Regions from separate parts of the Mus musculus genome. Here regions 2 and 3 are each linked to region 1. Evidence: chromatin contacts called from public Hi-C data. All regions are on one chromosome and are shown on one strand. The core of a region is the stretch at or near the end of the contact, and the rest is flanking DNA. Distances in the headings are between cores, read along the strand shown. Region 1 has its middle 75 kb from the start of Gm24471. Region 2 has its middle 100 kb from the start of Gm24471. Region 3 overlaps Map1b (microtubule-associated protein 1B).

What was found. Hi-C and Micro-C count contacts between places; a contact is called where the count stands out from the background.
Region 2: a contact with region 1 is called in a Hi-C map of the N1E-115 cell line, with 3 times the contacts expected there. The contact joins two enhancer-like sites. A contact is called at or near these places in 2 of 484 Hi-C or Micro-C datasets (the N1E-115 cell line and nephron progenitors) and 5 of 115 datasets of contacts at active chromatin or transcription factors (bone marrow-derived dendritic cells, embryonic basal ganglia and embryonic stem cells).
Region 3: a Hi-C map of the N1E-115 cell line shows a contact between it and region 1, with 2.8 times the contacts expected there. The contact joins two enhancer-like sites. A contact is called at or near these places in 2 of 484 Hi-C or Micro-C datasets (the N1E-115 cell line and embryonic stem cells), 2 of 115 datasets of contacts at active chromatin or transcription factors (both in embryonic stem cells) and 3 of 9 other capture datasets (adipose tissue, liver and pancreatic islet).

Annotation. Positions count from the first base shown.
Region 1 is chr13:99,615,039-99,619,885 of GRCm38.p6, forward strand. No RefSeq gene overlaps it. Among named protein-coding and RNA genes, the nearest start is that of Gm24471, 75 kb to the right of the region's middle. Within about 2 kb of position 2,218, at least 7 of the 459 cell types and tissues checked have an H3K27ac peak or open chromatin away from gene starts, as enhancers often do. A contact at or near this core is called in the N1E-115 cell line, where this site is marked.
Region 2 is chr13:99,791,773-99,796,619 of GRCm38.p6, forward strand. No RefSeq gene overlaps it. Among named protein-coding and RNA genes, the nearest start is that of Gm24471, 100 kb to the left of the region's middle. Within about 2 kb of position 2,884, at least 33 of the 459 cell types and tissues checked have an H3K27ac peak or open chromatin away from gene starts, as enhancers often do. A contact at or near this core is called in the N1E-115 cell line, where this site is marked.
Region 3 is chr13:99,440,918-99,445,764 of GRCm38.p6, forward strand. It overlaps Map1b (microtubule-associated protein 1B), which reads right to left. Exons shown (of 7, transcript NM_008634.2): 3 at 3,297-3,379; 4 at 717-857. Among named protein-coding and RNA genes, the nearest start is that of 6430562O15Rik, 31 kb to the left of the region's middle. Within about 2 kb of position 2,979, at least 91 of the 459 cell types and tissues checked have an H3K27ac peak or open chromatin away from gene starts, as enhancers often do. A contact at or near this core is called in the N1E-115 cell line, where this site is marked.

The DNA.
Region 1 (4,847 bases), core at 968-3,467:
GGGTATTCCTGTGACAACCTGACCATGTTTTGGGGAGGACTGTGGAAGGACTTTGGAACTTTGGGCTTGAAGATCCATTCGCTGTTAAGAGCTCTGTCAGATGTTGTATAGGAGCTCGGAAGATAATGTTGAGAACAGTGCAGAAGATGGAGGTCTGGTTTGTGAAATTTCAGAGGGAAGATTAAAGACTCTTTTCAGGGCCATTTCTGTTTTGATTATGAAGATTCTGTAGTTCTGGTTAGCTGGGGCTGAAGAATCAGCTGTGATTAACAAGATACCAGAACTACTAAAGCAAAAACTTTGCATTACTGGGACTATTGATGCTGGTTAGCTGGAGCTAAGAAATTAGCGGTGATTAAGAAGAGACCAGCATCGTTGAGGTGACGTCTTCTGGGAAGTGTTTTCTGAAAGCACAAAGAGGCTGTGTTCCAGAGATAGCCAAGTTTGTACTCCTGCTGCAGCGGGACTTGGTAATATGTAAGGGTCACCCAGGTGGTACTGGTTTTGAAGGCATGAAGGGGTCACAAAGAGCAGCTGAGGCTCGACACTGTGAGAGGCCATGGAAGGCCATTGGTGAAGGTGCAGCCGCAGTTGCAATTGAAGGCCCAGGACTGAAGGGGTCATGCAGTGTTTTGGAGATGCCAGTACCATGAGATGACCACCAAGAGCAGCAGCAGCAGTGGAGTACAGGCATCTGGAGCCTAGAGGACGACACGTGTGCTAAAAAGGGCATGGCTGGAGAAGTGACCCAAGCCCTTGGAGGAGTCCAGAAGATTGTGAGTTGGATCCCAGACATTGGACGGTTGGAGATTGATTTTTGCTTTTGATTGTGTCTGTGCCCTGATATTTTCCCTCTTGAAGGTAGAAACTATTTTAGTGGAGCCCACAGTTAAGAGACTTTTAATTGTAAAAAGACTTTGGATTTTAAAAGAGATGGATATTTTAAAGAGATTGAAATTTTAAGAATATGTAAAGACTGTGGGATGTTTAAAGTTGTTTAGACCTTGGGGATGAATAAGAATGTAAGGGTTGAGGCTTACTAGTGATGTGTTTGTGTGTCAAGTTGACAAGGGGTCAATTGTACTGGCTAGTTTTGTGTCAACTTGACACAGCTGGAGTTACCACAGAGAAAGGAGCTTCAGTTGAGGAAATGCCTCCATGAGATCCAGCTGTAAGGCATCTTCTCAATTAGTGATCAAGGGGGAAAGGCCCCTTGTGGGTGGTGCCATCTCTGGGCTGGTAGTCTTGGGATCTATAAGAGGGCAGGCTGAGCAAGCCAGGAGAGGCAAGCCAGTAAAGAACATCCCTCCATGACCTCTGCATCAGCTCCTGCTCCCTGATCTGCTTGAGTTCCAGTCTTGACTTCCTTTGGTGATGAACAGCAGCATGGAAGTGTAAGCCGAATAAACCCTTTCCTCCCCAACTTGCTTCTTGGTCATGATGTTTGTGCAGGAATAGAGACCCTGACTAAGACAGCTGAGCTTACAACCAAAAATATAAGGTAGGGGACTATCCAATATGTTTTTTCCTTTGGTTGAATTGGACACATAAATATAAATGCCTAATATATTGCTTTCTACATTATATATATATATTGATATAATTGAAAAAGGAAAATACATCAAAATATCTGTAGCAGTTGATTCTGAGGGAGAGAGTTATAAATAGATTTTCCCTACATTTTATGTAAAGTTCCCTCCTTATCCATTACTATATTTATGGCAGAAAAAAAAGATCATTGGCATATGGTCATTGACATATGTTTGTCATTTACTTTCTCATATGATATTGACATATGAGAAAGACGCATATTTGAAAAACTCTTTAATCAACGACAAAACCATTCCCCCTGTAACGAGGTGCAAAGATTAATAGTGCCCCTACATGAGGAGTTTCTATACTGTATGCATACGATATCCAAGCTGAGTGTATGCATACACCCGGAGTGTAATGTACGTGAAAGTCATATTGGCTCTACTTCTTACCAGGACTGACACGTGACCTAGGAGCCCCTGCCAATGAAGAAGGAGAAACAGGATCAGGAAGATTGTGCAGCCGTGGGAAAGATGGGGTGGTAGAAGATGAAGTAAAGAAGATAAGAAAACAGAACCCTATCAGAATCGAGGAAATTGGAGCTCCCAGGTTAAAGCCTGTGCAAGTCACGTGGGACCCACAAGCCAATCCCAGGGATCCCTCTTAGGAGGGCAGGGCCTTCTGCCACTGTGATGGGTACTGGCTCTGTCCCCAAGGTGCTACTTTGTAGTGAAAAAACAAAGACCTGGGTGTTGCTGGGGTGCTGCTCCTTGCTTCTCAGAACAAGGGCAACGAAGGCTGTTTGTCTGCGTTCTAAGCTGAGTTCTGCGTGTTCCTCAGCCTGCCTGGAGCCCGGGGCATCTCATTAGGATCTAGCTGGTTCTCTGGAATCTTCAGGAACAAATGCCAGTTATGCCCCACCTTTGCAAACCGCAGTCTTGACTTTTAATTAACGGAAGCAATGCATTTGTTTAACACACACAGAGGCAAACGATTGATTTATGCCTTCTCCACACACATAGAGACTGGGTAATTTAGTGGAGCTGAAGGAGGCGGGATGGGGGTCTTGGTGAGGCCCATCTGGCCCCTTTCCTGCCTAGCATGGATCACTTCCCACTTATGACAGGGATGCTAACTGTGAGTCCTCCTTCCTAACACCATAGGATGCAGTGTAATTATACTGTTCATAAAAGATTTCCAAACCTGGCTCTGGTTTAAATTTGATAGGACATAATGAGAAAGCTCTGTGACAGATGACAACGCTCTCTTTTCAATTAATGGGATACTTGCTTGAGTCATGCTCAGAACCATTAGGCACCGATTAGATAGATTTATGGCTCCAAGATGACCTAAAACAAACATTCTATAGCTAGAAAGAGTGCCGTAAGGTGATCTTTGAGCATTTGGGAGGTCGCTTACTTAAATGAAATGTGCACAGGCAAAGGAATCCTCTAGAATATTTTCCATCCAAATCTGATACAGTACAAATCTCATTGGGTCATTGTATACAGCGTTTCATTCCTTCCTTCCTTCCTTCCATACTCAAGAAGTAAGTATGAAGCATTGTTGTGCACAAGGTGTAAGGTCTGATTGTGTTAAGCTTCAGTGATAAAGCGGAAAGGGACATTTCTCCCAAGAGGACTCTGCATATTGGCAGGAGAATAGATATGAAGCCTGCTATGTGACTTTGGAGGAATCACTTAACCTCTCTGGGCCTCAGAGTCCCCCAAATAGGAAGAAGTAATTCCTGCTGTCCAAACGTCATAGCATTGCTCTGAGTAAAATGATGCTCACCGACCATAGAGAGCTGCGTAAACAGAAAAGGCTATTGACGTTAAGACACTTATTGACTGTGAAGGGAGATTTAAAGCAGGCAGAAATACCTATTGTACGGGCAAAAAGCCAATCTTATTTTGATAGAGGCACACATTTATTTATTGGCTCCAAACATCTATTGAGTCCTAACAAGGTCCAGATGATGCACTCAAATGAAATACACAGCTGTTCGGAAGACGCGTACACTGATCTTTAAAAGCTTACAGCATTGTTACCAGCCTGCCTCCCATTCTTGCCAGCTATTATAACCTTCATTGCGGGTGCTTTGATTTCATTTCATTTCATTACAAGGATCTGCCATCGCTCTAGGAAAAATCTTCCAGACTCTCTCCGGATCCTCCTGGAGGGAACTGGAAGTGTTAGTCTTTGGAGGCACACAGGCCTGCTTGGACCCTCCCTGTCAAGAGGGAACCACACCAACCTTTCACTGTCCTTGTGGGATGAATGTGTCTTAGACAAAGCCTCTGGCGTATTGAATACTCTCTGGCAACTGCAGCTATTATTATCACAACAAGACCATCTTAATCCCCCTGCCTCACTTTCTCCATTAATGGAATGACTTGAGTTATGAGAAAGGGTTTAATTCAGTGAAATGAAGTCTCCCCTTTTCATATACTGATTTGGGAAAAGAAAGATGAGTATGGTTGAAATGTCCCAGCAGCCTTCAAGCCTCAGAAGACACAGGCAAAACACCTACATGGTTCTAGGCAGGACATTGACTTCTGCTCTTTCTTGGTCCTTAGACTGTGAGAAAGACTCCTGTCTCTGGGACCCATCCTTAGCTTTAGGTTTTGGCTTTACACTTCGCCCATCAAAGGATGTCATGCTTTTGGTCGAGTTCCTTTGGATTTAATAATTCAACTTCCAAGTGTGGAAGAAAGCAAATATTGAGATTTAGCCAACTCAAGACCTTCTCTCTGCACAGTTAAGTAGTCACGCAACTTATTATAACACTAGAAAAAGCTATTTGTGTTACTTACTGCTTACAATGCAAAAATTCTTTCCAAAGACAAACTTTAGTCACTAGAATCAAGTGGGCAGCCTAAGAGCCTATGAATCTGGCCTGAAGGAGGCTTCCGGGATAGAGCACAGTATAGAACCAGCCGGTGATGGGCCTGATCCTTTGTGGTGGTCCCTGCACCATATTGTGTTTGTCAGCAGAACCTCCTGGAACCCACAGTCAGAGTCTCAGAGTCATGGAGAGGACCACAGTGCTTAGATAGCAATAAAAATCATCATAGGTCTCATAGAACAGCATGCACAAAGACACTAATGATTCGAGACATCCTCTTCTTATTTTTTTTTGACATTTGTTATTTGTTCATATCAGGTTTCAAGTAGCACATATTTGCAGTCTTCCTCAAACTCCAATTTGATTCATAGTTCATCAGATTCTTTAATTAATTCTGTGAACATTTGTTAGGTTTTTTTGTTTTTGTTTTTTTTGCTCATTTACAGAACACCATGCTAGCATCTGA
Region 2 (4,847 bases), core at 1,634-4,133, 180 kb after region 1:
TCCAGATGCATCTCAGTGCAGATTGTGCCCCCAATGACAACCTCACCTGGTTCAGAAGAGCCATGTCATAAGCACATTTTGTCAGAGACATGGACGATCGCATCTGTGTCCTTCTGCAATGTCTGAATTTACTGAATGATAATACATTCACAGTACAGCAGTTTCAACTGTAGCAATTTGCCAGACACTTCTGCTTCTGCTGGTTGTCCTGTCTGAGGCAAGCATGGGTGGTTTTATTATAAAGTTAACTATTTACCCCCAGACAATTATACGTTATGTAGTAAATATATTCATATGACTACTCATATTCAGGCTACCCAATGGCAATAAAAACTTGAGGGGCCATAGTAGGCTTCAGGAGGCTTTGGAAGTAGTTGATAGGAATGTCAGTAGGGTTTGGATGGACACGGTGATAACCATGCTTAGATGCAGGGGGAAAGCTGGGAACCTAGGGAGGCAGCAAGCATCTTAGGTTTTCAAGTGAAGCTGAAGAACTAAGCCCAGCTACAGAGGTGAAAGTATAGGACCAGATCTACATGAAGGAATGTGGACAGACAGATGGCAGGTCCAGACAGGCAAACAGGAGGACAGGCAGTCAGAGTCAACTAGGCTGGGTCGGGACTTCCCTGCCTGTAAGCCCTTAGTGCACACTCTGGGTGGTCAAATGGCAGATCAATCGGAGGCCTTCACCCTCAGTGCTATGTGCCCACCTCTTTATGGGTTCCACATGAGAGATTTTATAAGATTTTAATATGCCATGTGTCTTTACAGTCTCAATTAAATTTATAGAGTGATGCCCTTTCAACTCCCAATAATAAGTCATTTACTGAAATGTCTGTGCTGCGTAGCTGGTTCCAGACAGATGATGCGGTTTATAAATCTACCCTCCATTCATAAAAGGGGGTCAAAGCTGCTTGCTTTAAACTATCTGGAGTGACTTTATATCAGGCTTCAGCCTGACCTCAACAAATGGATGTCACCTTCCCGAAGGGAACTTCATACCCAGGCAGGCAAGAGGACTCTTCCTGTGTCTGGCTTTTATCTCAAAATTCTTCTTATACTAAAGTGGTACATTTGGAGTTGGACAGCCCAAGATTTTTCAACATACGTGACTAGGACCTCAGAGTCAACACTCTCACCGTGACCCAGTGGGCCATGCAGTCACCTGGATATGAAGCAGCTGGGTCATAATGAAGGGGAACGTTTGAAAAATCACTGTGATCTAAAGGAGCGAGACCATTTCTCTGTAAACAGTTTGGGATCTGCCTTGCATGGGTACAGAGTATGGGAGGAAGGTCGGCATCTGCATATTATTGTGAACTGAAGTTTCTAGGGAAAAAAAAAAAACCAACAGGATTCTACAAGGCCGGTTGACGAATTGATTAAAACTTAGCAGTTCCAGAGAGTTGGAATGTTTCAGGCCCAGTGCCAAATCCTCTTGGGTTTCCTTCCTTAGCCCCCTTAGCAGCCATTCATCGCCCACCTCTGTGGCTGGCCTAACACTGCTGTACTATCATGTTAACTCTTTTAGGATGTATTAACTCAACAGATCACATGCATCCACCAGCCCACAAGCTCAGGCTCCCGTCAGGACATCTGAGGCCCAGAGCAGAGAGTTCTCTGTTTTGCTGTAAGCCTGAGTATTTCCAACAAAGAGAAAAGTGCCTTGGTTTATGACATCCTTTGTTCTGTAATTCCAAATTTCATGAACCAGTCGTCACATGGGAATATGAAATTTGGGTGAACCTGAGTCCAGGTCCCCGGGCCATTGTCATTCCTATTTGGCTCTAGAATAAACCATCACTACTTGCACTTGAGGTGAAAGCTGTGTTTTGTGTTTGTATCACTGATAGATCACTGGGATAGTAAAAGGCGCATGGGTCACATGACTGGGGTCTGTATCTGTGGGCCCTCCACAGTCCTGCAGATCTGTCTAAATGTCATCCCAATATCTTCCCAGGAGAACTGTGAGGGCCTGATAAAACCTAAGAGAAATGCGGGCATTCCGTGTTCCCACCTACCATTGCTTCAGCTTCATTGCCTCCTACAGACCCCTGAAACAAGAACTTCGGCTGCCAGTAAGTAGGCTGTGTATTTCTAATATCTCACAGCTAACGCAAGAAAGGGGCCAGCAACACTTTGCCTTGCTTGCTGCTGCACTGAGAATTTTAACCGTGGGTTGTATGCCACAGAGAAGCAGAAAGGAAAAGGAGAGATGAAAACTTCCCAAATGGCAAATGGGCTTTTCTTGAGAAGGCAGCGTGACCAGGAAAGCAGCAGACAGATACCCAGATTCCATCCTGCATATTTTCTCCGTCCCCCCCCCCTTTGCCTCCCCAAGGAAGAGCCCAGGCCCTGGGCCAACCCAGCAACCAGAGGGCTTGCTCTGAACTATTTATAGTGCTAGGCCTTGGGCAGATCTCTTCCGATGTGGATATTTCTAGCTCTTTCTAATTCAAAGCAGCCTTTGACAGCCCTGGGCCATTACAGTGTGTGTTTAAGTGCTTTTACATATCAATATCCCAGGTCTCAAAGGATGCATAGATTAAAACAGTATTAGTCACCCTGGTTTACCCCACTGAGTGAAGTAAATTAGAGTGTCCTGTAAGTTCTCCTTTGTTTTGCAGAATGACTGACTGGGCTTTGCCATCCTAGGAAAAACGTCACATCCCTGGACTTTGGCTGGACTTGTTTTAATCATGTTTTAAATTCCTCTTCTGCCATTTATGGATTCCAAGATCACAGTGTCTCTTGTTCTCTATTTGCACGGCTTTATTAATGATAGATATACCCCATCCACCGAGGTCACCATTCACTGATCGAGAACAGTCCCACTGAAATACCGCAGCCAGCCTAAGCTGTATCCCAGAGACTTGGATCACACGGATGAGTCAGCTCCACTGGCTGGACTCAGCTTCCGCTAAGCAGCATCAGTTGGTGACATAGTATAGGCTTGCTACCTTATCTGTGGGCTAGCATCAAAGACAAAGAAGAAAGTGAGAGATAATGGGGTCAAGATATGAGGCCCTTAAATCCCTTTGGGAATACAGAGGAGATGAGACAAATAGATGCTTTGTACTCTTATATACACACCTAACAAAACGAAATTACTGCTGTTTTTATGATATAACCTATTGCAAATCTTTGCCTAGGAACTGTAAATTAAAGTTTTAGTTAAGTTTACTTAACTAAAATAGTCACTAGTAAGAACCACTTCCTATTATTTTAGAAAGACAAATCTCAGGGAGGAAGGGAGGTGGGGACTACCTTAAGGAACAATTGTGATAGCCCTCAGGTTCTTTTGGCTAGAAACTGCTTGGAGTAAATGTTTGAACATTTTAATGACTACCTACAAATGCTTGTTCCTGTAAACATGCTTAACTGTGGTCACCAGGGGCATGTCCTTGAAGAGGATATTGGACCATGTTTATCCTGCCTTCTTTCTTCTCTCCCTCTGTCCCTCTTATATGGATACCATGAGGTGAATAATTTCTTCTGTCACATTCTGCCCACCATGATGTCCTTCCTTGACTCAAAGAGCCTAGGCAACAGAGCCAACAGACCATAGGTTGTGTCCCCTACAATCCTGAGCCAAGTTAACGCTTTTATCAGGTATCCCTTCAGAGATGGGAAGCTGACTGGTGGGTTCATGTGCCTCCACTTAGTGACTGTCCTCCTTAGAACTTATTTTGGAGTTACTCGTATGAAGACCCAGCCTGCCCCTATCTTAGGCTTATAAGTCTTCTTATAGTAAAAACAAACTAGGTTCATTCCTGTTTATGATTAATATCTGTTTATCAAGAATTGGGATACATCTCACCTGTAACCTTAATTACAAATGATGCTATATTCAGGAGTGGCGATTACTCCTTTGTTTCAAAAAGTTGTTTATAACCATCTTGCAACCCTACCTTTGTTTCAAAGGATTTTATGACCATCTTGTTATAACTACCTGTAGTTATGACAACTTTGTCATGCCCACCTTGTCTTTGTTTCAGGGGGTCGTTAGGACTGAGTTGTTATGGCTATGTTCTGCTCCTATAATCTCGGCTATTTTGCCCTCCAAATCCCCCCATTTGGAAACTCCCTATTCCTGAGCTATAAATGTTTTGTCTTTCACATTTCCAATGCTGGTCTCTCAGACCCCACCTTAGGTGGAGGCACATAAAAAAAGCTTGCTTTAATTAGTTACTTTTTAAATTAATTTGGACATGATGATTTGGGTTGGTGGTCTTTCTCTTCCCATCTTTTAGATTAACACATGAAATAGAGAAGTTCACTCACTGTTTACCAGCTGTTTTCCATTCCCCAAATTCACTGATGGAATTAGCTCTCCTTTTTACTCTAATTCATAAGAAAAAAAAATTTGTTATATAGTAACTTTTAAATATATATGTAAGGCCCATTTATAAACACTTAAAGCTTTTGCTTGCTTGTTTGTTTTCTATCTTTCCACCAGTAGAAGTATTTAAGCTATGTCAACTTTCTCAATGTGTTCTGACGTCTGGTGCTGGCAGACACCCTACTATAATTATTTCAATGATTTTTTTTAATCTCTCTCTTCTCATTGTTTATTTGCCCAGATAATCCAGAGGGTCATTTTTTAAATAAAAATAATATTTGGGTTTGATTAAAAGTGTATAATGAAACTTAAATTAATTTAGGCAGAATTGCCATCACATCAATAGCAAGACTTATTGCCAAAAGGCACACTGTCCCTGTGTAGTGTTTCTAATGCTTTGCCATTCCCCATGGAGCTTGTTGGTTCCTGTCACCTCCCCGCCACCCCTAATTATCTTATATTTTAAGTGGCTCTTGTAAAATGTTAAGAAAAGTTGGTTGGGAGC
Region 3 (4,847 bases), core at 1,729-4,228, 170 kb before region 1:
AGCTGGTGCTATGTGCCTCCAGATATAGATGACCTCACACCCTCTGAACAAACTGGGGCTCCACACACTGAATAGAAATGTCCCTTTTCACACTTCCATGCTGTCTCCCTGACCTATGTCTCCGTGCGGAGAGGGAAAACTGGTGTGTCATCTCTCCAGGGTTTTCCTAAGGCCTCTAGGTGAAACCGAATGAAGCCGGACAGTTTGTGAGAGGCCAAGCCATGAGACCTCTCTGTGAAGCGTGGGGCTGAGGACGACTGAAGGCTGGGAGACACATGGTCCTTCCCAGTACACGACACACCAAGCCTGCCATCTCAGGGAGACAGCTCTGACTGCAGTAGCTCCCGGAAGTGCATCTCTCAGTCCACTCCGGCCGGACCCCACCCCAGCTTCTCATCCTGCTGAAGTCCAAGAGATCTGTGGAAAAATCTCTGAGAAAGCAGGAAAGCTGTGTTTCTCCTGGAGTTCGGTCGGTTCTAGTGTCGCTAGCACTTCTGCCATCCGTTAATGACGACCATTCCAAATGCACTCACAGTGCCCACCGACGTCTCCTCCAGCACAATGGCCGAGGTTGCACTCATCCATCGATCGTAATAGTGATCAATCCCAGGCCTAAGCAATTTTGGGCCATAGTTTTGCTTATTTCAAAGAGGCCCCTCCTACTACCTTCCCCCACACATCCAAGCAATAGCCCAGACACGATGCCCGGAACCCACCTCTTGATCTGTGAAAATCTCTATGAAGTTCTGGAAGGAGAAAGAGCCAGACTGCAGGATGAGCTCGCCAGTGTTCTCAAAGCACTGTCCGGTGAGCACCAGCAGTTTATGGCGGGCAGCGTCAGTGATCATCAAACGCACCTGAAACACAGCGAAGGCACAGAGTAAGGGAGGGTGCGGAGTAAGAGCGAGCTGTCCCCTTCCCCGCCCCCAAGTCCCAGGCACTATGACTGTGCCTGAAGCTTACTGCCAACCAAACGCGTTCATTCCGAGTGTCTAATTACTTCAGCTGAGAGTGGGGGCAGGGAGTGCTGGACAGAGCCCTGCCTGTAAGTTATTCCTAAAATTAATCATCGTGGTTATTAGTGTGCCAGTGAATCCCGTGTTGAGAGTTTTACTTCAACCCAAAACAGCAGGGTATTATTGACTTTCTCCCTGAGTCTCCTCCTCTTTTCAAAGTGGTCTTCACAGCTGGCAAGCATTTGTTCCACAGCTGTTATAAAGAATCTACTAGCAGCCTGCAGCCTGCAGCCTATGAGGCCAGGTGAGACTTGTGGCTATGCCAATCCAGGTCACCCAGCTAGCTTCAGAAAAGACATGTTTCCAAGCAGGCCTCAAGTTCCTACCCAGGATTCCTTTCTTGCAGTCCTTCCAGAGCAAGCACACCATGACAAATGCAGACTGCAGCGTTTGCATCAAGAAGCTTGACGGGACAGGGGACAGAAGAAAAGGCGACCCTTGAGTGGCGATCTGAGAAACTGAATTGAAAATAACTTACGCAAAAGAACCTTTGCTGGCAGGGAGGTGGGGGAGGGGGGCCAGTTGTCCTCTGCGGGAGCACTACCCTCTGAACCAAGGTTCTGAATTCAGTTCATGAATGTTTAGCACACACTACGTGCCCTGCATCATGTTCTGCACCAGGGAAAATTCAAAACTAAACAGGCCATGACCCCTGCCCATGAACCCCACAGGCCACACTCATAGAAAAGCATGCATACCTAAGCAGTTGTCTCAGGCTCATGTGGCCCACAAAGTAGCTTGATACTTCCAACAAAAGCTTTTAAACAAACAAAAAACAACCAAAAAACAAAAAACAAAACAAAACTCCTGTTTCACAGCTAGGCAGTCTACCTGGGTACATACTAGCCCTCCGGCTTCTGGGTGACAGAAAGTGCCCCTGGGTTTTCTGTGACTTCATGCCTAATTGGATTGTCAGAGCTTTTGCACGCAGAAGTAGGTCAAAACAGGCCCGATTACGATAGCCCCAAACCGAAAGCAACGAAAGTGGCAGAAACTAAGAAATGAGTTATCAGATGTCTACAAAAGGATGCCACACAATGGTCGAAAGGAGTGCGGGACCAACGTGCTACACTTGGACTAGATCATGACGCCACTAAGCTAAGTTAAGCTCCACAAAAGAGGCCACATGTTGTATGATGCCATTTGTATGAAATGTCTAAGACAGGAAAAAATCTGGAGAGAGAAAATAGGGATTGTCAGAAGCTAAGGGGCAGTGGGATAACTGCTAATGGGTTTAGGAAATTTTGGGGAGTGACAGGCATGTTTTGGAGTTAAACTGCTCATTTTTATAATAATTCTTAAAAAAAAAACACCCACAAAACTACACACTTTCAGTGAATGAGTCTATGGTTCATGAATTACATCCCAATTTGAAAACCTGAATAGTCAGAGTTGCTAAGACACCGGCAGAAGACACACACAGCCTAGGCTAGGATGTTGCCAGGGCCTTTGGTCCTTAATGCTCAGGAAGCAACTCTATCTCAGAGGAGGTGGAAGAGGAGCTCTATCAACGCTTGGCCTGAGGGGACCAGAGATTCTCTTGGCTTCCTCCAAATTCTTATGTCAGGGTGGGTCCTGAAATTGCCAATTACTCTCTCTAGTAGTAAGTATTCTCATGTGATGCTAATGATACAGCAGCAGGAGCCAGCATGTACATCTTAGTCACTATGTGCCACACTTCTTCTAAGCCCTGAGCACTTCAGAGAGCATTACATAGGAGCATTAAATTCAGGGGCTATTATGATCTCCTTCACAGGGAGGGGCAAACCGAAGCAGTAAGATAACTTGACCGACCTTGGATGATGAAACCAGGTGATTTGACCTGGGCTAGAGACCATGTTTCTGAGGCTGGCCTGCCTTCCAAGGGTAGCTAGTGCTGGCCTGGATCTCTCTGAACAGGGATGCTATTGGGATGCTCGTCGTCTCTGAGTTCCATCCCTGTATGTGCCAGCCTGGAGCTTGCCGTCTATTTCCTCTGCTACATTCTTGCTCTGCATCCTGGCAACAACATACCCAGTGCATACCCCCCATTCTACACCCCTCAACAAACATGCTTCCAGCTGGCACTGTTCGCTTGTGTCCTTAATTGAAAGAGGCTTCTGGTGAGCTGGTGCTATGATACTAGATGCAGAGAAGCAGGCTCTGGGCATCGAGGAAGCCTAGGACCTGGGACTTACCCCTTGTACATCTCTCTCCAACTCCCCCACCTATCTAGCCCCTTTGATCAGCCAAGTCCCCATCCTTGGAGGCTCTAAGACCTCCCAGAACTGAAATACTCACCTCAGTGCTGACGGCTTCATCTGAAGGGTTGATCAGAACGACTGTTTCTAAGACGTCACTTCGGTGATGAAGAATCTTTTGTCCTGAAGGCACAAAAAAAATACACAAAGAAGAGACCTTTAGCTCTTCCAGATGAAAGCGGCTCGCCTACTTCTGGGACAGCAGAGAAATTTCCAACTCAGATGTGGCCCTGGAAGCTGGGAAACACAGTGGATGCTACTGAGCACGAGGGTGTGCACACAACAGGCTCAACTGGAGCTGGGGTAGCCTGGGGCCCCCAGGCTTTTACACTGGGTCTTTCATGGTCGATGGCTAGGCAGCCTCCTGACCCAATGGCCGGGTTTTCATCAGAGACCAGGGAGGGGTGCCAGGAAAACTCAGTGGAGCTCTTGACATTTCCTTTCTCATGGTAATTGGGGATGTTTCTCCCTAACGTCCTTTCTTCTGGTGAGAACGGCGCGGAGATTAATTAGGAGCCTCATTGTGAAGTGAATGACGGCCAGAAACCCGACTAACAATTAACCCAGCAGCCAGAATGGCTGTCTGAGGCAGGCTTACGGTCTGTTGGGGTATTCACTAATTAATTCACTTGCTTGTAGGAAAGTGAAGAAACAGTGGGCAAAAGAGAAGTGGAAGGCTACCCTCCCCCAGGACAGGGTGGCCAAACTGCCCCACAAGACAAAACTGAGGGAGAACTAAAGTAAGGTGTGGTTTGGGATGAGGGAGTTTAAGGATGCTCTGCAGGGCTCTTGATATCTCCCACTCCTTACAGCACCATCCTGTGCTGGTCAGCCTCAGGCTTAGGTCAGCAGAGACCTATGGATTGCCTTCTACAAACATTACCCTGCCTTGACAAGGAGATGAAAGCCATCCAGTGAATGTAGCCAGAGTCGCTGATGTATGCTTTACCAGCAAACAACGGACAGAGAGGGGCGTTCCCTCGGAAATGTGGGAGGAAGCCACGTGGTTGGGAGGGAAAGCACGCCTGCTGTTTGGAAGTACAATGAAGCCTGGAAGACTGGAAGAAACAGGAGCTTCTGAGGGAGATACCAACAGAGAAAAACAGAAGGAAAGTAGATCTAGGGTTCTTGGAAAAGCTAAAACAGAATCCTGTATGAACTGCCATTTAATTGGTTGGTGCAAGTTGAAAGTAGGAACCTGAGCAAATATTTCTGTGCTAATGTTAATTACAGCATTATTTTAATAGCCAAAAGATAAAATAACCCAAGTGTCTGGGTTAGATGTGGTCTACCCACAACGGAATACTAGTCAGAAATAGAAAAAAAAAAAAATCAAGCTCTGCTAATGTTACAAAGATGAACTAGAACATAAGGGGGAAAAAAAAGCTGAACACAAATGGATACATAAAATAGTACTTTATGCCCATGAAATACCCAGAATAAGTAAATTTAAAATAGCAATTACCAAAGGCTAAAGGAGGGGGAATTGGGGAGCTATTGCTTAATGGGTACTATCCCATGTTTGGGGTAATGAAAACATTTTGAAAATGTAAGTGATGACATATACAACCTTGTAGACATATTGATCACT